Linked DNA regions of Mus musculus: region 1 is linked to region 2. Evidence: chromatin contacts called from public promoter capture Hi-C data. All regions are on one chromosome and are shown on one strand. Each heading gives the region's core, a stretch centred on a gene start, on an enhancer-like site or on the middle of the called end of the contact. The rest is flanking DNA. Distances are from core to core; before and after follow the strand shown. Region 1 holds the start of Brinp2 (bone morphogenic protein/retinoic acid inducible neural-specific 2). Region 2 has its middle 140 kb from the start of Gm51655.

Evidence for each region. Promoter capture Hi-C pulls out the DNA fragments that hold promoters and counts their contacts.
Region 1: a contact with region 2 is called in a promoter capture Hi-C map of hippocampal neurons, with 3 times the contacts expected there. The contact joins the promoter of Brinp2 here to the enhancer-like site in region 2. A contact is called at or near these places in 4 of 39 promoter capture datasets (the 3T3-L1 cell line, 3T3-L1-derived adipocytes, embryonic stem cells and 1 more), 1 of 484 Hi-C or Micro-C datasets (the N1E-115 cell line), 2 of 115 datasets of contacts at active chromatin or transcription factors (embryonic forebrain and forebrain) and 1 of 9 other capture datasets (liver).

What each region holds. Positions count from the first base shown.
Region 1 is chr1:158,354,947-158,357,646 of GRCm38.p6, forward strand. Brinp2 (bone morphogenic protein/retinoic acid inducible neural-specific 2) reads right to left here and starts at 1,314. Exons shown (of 8, transcript NM_207583.2): 1 at 571-1,314.
Region 2 is chr1:157,886,027-157,888,726 of GRCm38.p6, forward strand. No RefSeq gene overlaps it. Among named protein-coding and RNA genes, the nearest start is that of Gm51655, 140 kb to the left of the region's middle. Within about 2 kb of position 1,290, at least 27 of the 459 cell types and tissues checked have an H3K27ac peak or open chromatin away from gene starts, as enhancers often do. A contact at or near this core is called in the N1E-115 cell line and hippocampal neurons, where this site is marked.

The DNA.
Region 1 (2,700 bases), core at 64-2,563, 470 kb after region 2:
GAGACTATGGGATTCACTCCTAGGAATTATTTTTGTCCCTCATTACATGTTCATAGAAGAAATAGACTGGCCTCTAAAGCATGCCACAGGGCTTTAATGACCATGTGAATACAGCTATATTGCACAAAAGAATACCAGGTCTTTAGGGTCCTCCCCAAACACAGTGAACCTCGTGCAGTTCTGTCCGGCATCAGCTAGGCAAGCAAAAGTCCTTGTCATCCTCTGCAATTATGGAGCCCGAATGAATTTTCGAAAGCTAATGGGAGTTGCACTAACTTTAAGGACTTAAACCAGGCAAAAAAAGAAAAAAAAAAAAAAAAACCAATATAGGTCAGGCAGAGTGCCCAAGCTCTGTGACAGCCATGCGACACCAGGAGGCGATTCCAGAGTCAGCTCAAACCCAAAGTCCACTGCTAAGCTCCACCTGACAGAAACTACGGGGTGGAATGGGAGTTATTCCTTTTGCTTGCAATTGCCAGGCACCAGACAAGAAGGTTGAATGAGGACTCATGAAAATCACAACGAAAGGTGATACAGAAAACCCAGGGGTACAGACCCCTGCACGATTACCTTGAATCCTTGTAAGAGTCCTTCTTGCTGTATCAGCTGCTCCCCAAACCACCAAGGACTGCGAGGAGACTCCCAAAAGACGCCTGATTTTTGTGCAACATCTCCAGTGGCAGCCTTCCAAAGTTTTTACTTCATGATTTCTTGTGGCTCTTTCTCCTTTGGGGAAATATGAAATGCCACCCCCTCAGCTTGTGAGAGGGAACGGATGTCTCTTTTCAAATTCTCCTGCTCTGGGCTTTGCTGTCGCCGCCGCCGCCGCGGCGGCAGCTTTTAGACCACTTGCCTGCTGCCTTGCCGTGGAGCAGCGAGCATCCCAGGCACCCACAGCATCTGTGAAGTGGGATCAGCACTAGGCTGGGTCGCACGCGGCGTGGGAGAGGTGAGGAAAGTGGGAAGCCAACTGAGAAGTCCCCTGTCCCTCGACCGAGGTGAAACCCAAGATCTTGCCTTCTTTTTTTTCCAACTCTAAAGAGACTCACCCGCCCTGTCATCCGAAATCTGTGCCTTGTACATGGACAGAAATCGTTCCTCAGGCGTCTGGGCTCCTTCGGCTGCCTGAGGACCTGCTGGTGTCCTCGGAGCGCGCGGCAGGTGCATTTCCAAGTCCTCCGGAACCCGTCGAGCTCAGCGGAGGCGCTGCGGGTTGAGCCGCGAGCCGCGCGGCAGGCAGGCGGATTCCATCCTGGAGCTGCAGCCCGGCGCGTCCCCACTCCGGCTTCCCGGTCCGTACCTAACCAGTGTCACCTGCAGACTCAGACACCGGATGAGTGTCTTAAGATAACAATGCTGCCCTGCCTGCCTCTCTCGTTCTTTCTTATGCACGTAGGTTGGCAGCCAATAGGACCCTGCGCCATACTCACCACAGGCTCCCATTGGCTGTGAAGCCTGGCAGGAGGCGGGTTCTGAGGCCTACCGGCAATCTCCTTTGGCTAGCTGGCAGGCTGGGGTACCAGCTCTGTTAACCCTCCCAGCTTTTTGCAGCAGCGACTTTTTCCCCCTCCCCGCAGTAAGGATAAGGAAGAATTGGATAAATTCGCGGCTGCGTGTGGCGTTGGGAGTGAGATTGGAGCGTGTCAGAGGCTGAGGAACAAGAAGTAGACTGGGAACTAATTACATTTGCTTTGGTCTTCTGAGTTACAATATTCATTCGTCCCAGCCCATTTTGTTTGCTTGCTTAACCAGAACTCCCAGAGATGGGGACCCATTTGAGCCATTTTCCTTCTAATTTGAGGTTTCATTTAGTTGTTCTGTGCTTTTTAAACCTCCTGAATTACTTAATTAGAAGTGAGCCCCCAAGTGAGAAATAGCTCTCTCTCTCTCTCTCTCTCTCTCTCTCTCTCTCTCTCTCTCTCTCTCACACACACACACACACACACACACACACACACCCCGGGGCCGGGGGCGGGGGGGGGGGAGGGAGGGGGTAAAGAGGGAGGCAAAAGACCACAGGAGCTCTGTGGTAAGATGACCAGGCAGAGAATCGCTGAACAGCTAAATTGAGACACCTCACGCCCCACACCAGACCTGTAGGGACAACAGCAAAGAGGAGAACTTGGGGATTCTGGGGAGACCTCTGAAATGGCCTGCGTCCAAAAAGAAAGAGAATTGTTTTGCCTGTGATGGTTTCCTTCTGTGTGTCTCCTTTCACTCCAGTGGCTGTCAGGAAGAGGGACTCGCATTTTTTAAAGGAAGACTAGAGAAAGGAGAACAGGACAAGCCTTGTTTCTGAGAAGCAGGTGCTGTCTGCTGAGCCTGTGAAAGGGAAGTCCGGGCAGTGGGTAAGGGAGGGAGAAAAGGAGGGAAAGAAGGAAAGAAGGAGGAATAAAGATATTAACTTTAATTGAATGGATGTGAACGATATGTTTTTGATGTTCTAATAAATGTGTGAGGCTGAAATGCATCCTACTAACTGGCGAACTACACTAAATTTTGGAAAGAGCCGTTGTTGAAGAAAGATAAGTTGAAAGTGGCAAGGGATGTGGGGGAATTCCCAGTGAGTCACATGATGAAGGCCTATATAGAGGAGAATAGGCAGAGAGGGAGACAAGTGTCTCCATTTAGTTTCCTTGAGTTGAGAGCAACATCGGAGATTGTTTTGGAAAGAAGTAGACAAAACAGAGGGCAGAGGTT
Region 2 (2,700 bases), core at 40-2,539:
ACTGAATCTAGCTAAAGATTCAACAGTTCTCAGTTCAACATAGCAACCTGGCAGTAGAAGTATCTACAACAGGGACCACTGCACATGTTTATGGAATCCAATAAAGGTATCTTCACTATTTATATGCAGTGTCAATCACAGTGGGAAAATATACAATATGTGAAGAATCAAGATTATATAGTATGTAATCAAAAGAAAAGGAACCAATAGAAACAGTTTGGTATGTGACAAAATGTTGAAATTGCCTAATCATTTAGAAAGGACTATGATACATGCATATGTGGATATAGCACAAAAGGTAGGCCATGCACAATGAGACATGAGGAACTTCAGGGAAGAATGGAATCTGTATAAAATGAATAGTGTGCATGGGAGAAATAAAAAACAAAAAACCCACAAGCAATGAGGAATGAATTCAGTGTTTCCATTATCTGCTATTGCATATGAGATACCACAGAAAGGGATTTAGCAAACAATTCTTTCCTCGATTCCCCTGTCTATCTGGGCTCAGCTAGGCAGCTCCTTTTACTCCATAGGATGATGATGATGATGATGATTGCAGCATTAGCCAAAAGGTAGAAATGGCCTATGCTGAAGGACAGATGCCTGGATAAATAACATGGCACATGTAAGCAGTGAAATACTACTCTCATGAAAAGAGTGAACCTCGACAAGGGAGAAGAAACCTGAAGGTATACAGATAATTATAAGATAAAAGGAGAAGTAGTATGTGTTCACATTATACCAGCATGAAATATCTATAATAGAAAAATTCACAGTACATAAGGTAGATTAGGAGTTTCTAGATGTTGGTAGAGGTGAAAAATTATTATTTCATTACTGAATGAAAAATGTGGGTTCACCTGGATTCTCTGTGTCAATTCCATCTCTTTCCTTTTGTTTTTAAATATAATAAAATGTTTTTAAAGCTGCATTTTGTCTTTCTTGAAAAAGAAAGCACATCCTCAAATCAGAAAATGGGATTGTTTTCTTCCCCCTTTGCTTCATTCTCAGCTCCTATAAAGGTGATTTGAAGAGGCACTGGGACAAGCCACAAGAGGAAGGGACAGTGACACAGAGAGGCTCTGCTTGCAAACACAGGGATATTTTGAGCAGGGTCTTTAAGAAAGTGGGACTGAGTTGAATTAAAAGCCAAGGCCTGCATGCAAACAGTTTGATCATGTCTGTGAGGGACTTCATGTTCCCTTTGTGCTTCTGGCCTGCCAGTCCATTCTTTGTGCCAACAGCTCTGTCTCTCACAAGCTGGAGGCAGAGTCTTCATTCAGTGAGTTAATTTTAAATGAAATGAAAACCCAAGTCATAATGTTTGGTTCACTACGCAGGCAACAGGCACTGTCTGCCTCATTAATGATTAACATGGCAGCTGGTAATGTCTTGCAGCTGGTTGACCAGTTTAATGATGCCAGAATCTGGCTGAATCCTCTTTGTGCTCTGACCAATACAGGGACCACCTTTTCCTCACAGTGCTTTGAGTGTGGTGTTTAGTGAATAAAGATACAGATTATGAAGTAGAAGACAAAATCTTTCTTGTGTTACAGCCAGCTCACATAGATCTATACTTGTTTGTCTGGGTCTGATGCAAAGGCTGTACTCTTAAAGAATGTGTTTATCTGAGGTGGAAAGTAGAAGATTGGTTACCAAAGAGGCAAGAGGAGGTGTTAGAGTCAGTGGACCACTGGTGCTAACGATGAGACCCGGGAGATCCAGGAGATACTTCTTAGTTAAGTAAAGAACCTTGGTGTATTTGCACGTGTGCAAGTATGGAGAGGGCATCTGGAGGCCTGCGGTTGATAGCAGGTGTCTTCCTTGATGTCTTCACATTATATCTTGAAATGAGGTCTCTTACCAAACTCCTATCTTGCTATCTTAGCTTACTCCAAGAATCCCCTGTCTCTCTGAGTATTACAAGGGAAACACCTTGCCCACAGAAATTTCATGGATGCCCCTTCTTATATGATAAATTCTTTATTCACTGAGCCATTTCTTCAGCCCTTGAACCTCTCATATTTCTGCAGAGTGGGAAAAATGCTCTCCTTCATTTTTCAGAACAACCAGTCATGGACTGAGATGAATCCCTAAATAAAGAGATGGCTCAGTGGGTAAGGAACTTATCACACAGGCACGAACAAGGAGGAGTGCTCACATCCTGATTCTGATCTTTGCCCTCAGAATTCCTCACTGCTTTCTCTGATACACGTTATCTGTTTCTCAGCTTCCGCTACTCTGTGTATCCTTGGACCTAGGATCCCCAGTGACCTTGACCAGATCTCCTGAGCTGCTTTGCCTAGCAATTCATAATTTACAAGAGCATTGCACGGCTTGCTAATAGAAGGTACCATATAAAGAGCAGAGCCCCATTTCTGTCCTGGCTGATGCCTTCCATTAAGATGATGCTCTTGATATTCTAAGCTGTGAAGACTGATTTTGAGTTAAGTGCTTGTACACTTAATTTGCTTTCACTTAAAGCACGCCACTGGTGACGGCGCCTGTTCTGTGACCCGAGGTACTCATTTTTTTAGCACTCGAAACTGCAAGGACAGCAGAGGAGATTACATTGTTAGGGATTACGCCATCCCTCTCCCCACCCCAGACTCTGCTCTGCTCATAAGGGAACACAGACACGTGCATGCACACATATGCGAGCCTCGACACCCTCCCCGCTTCTGTTGGAATGAAGTT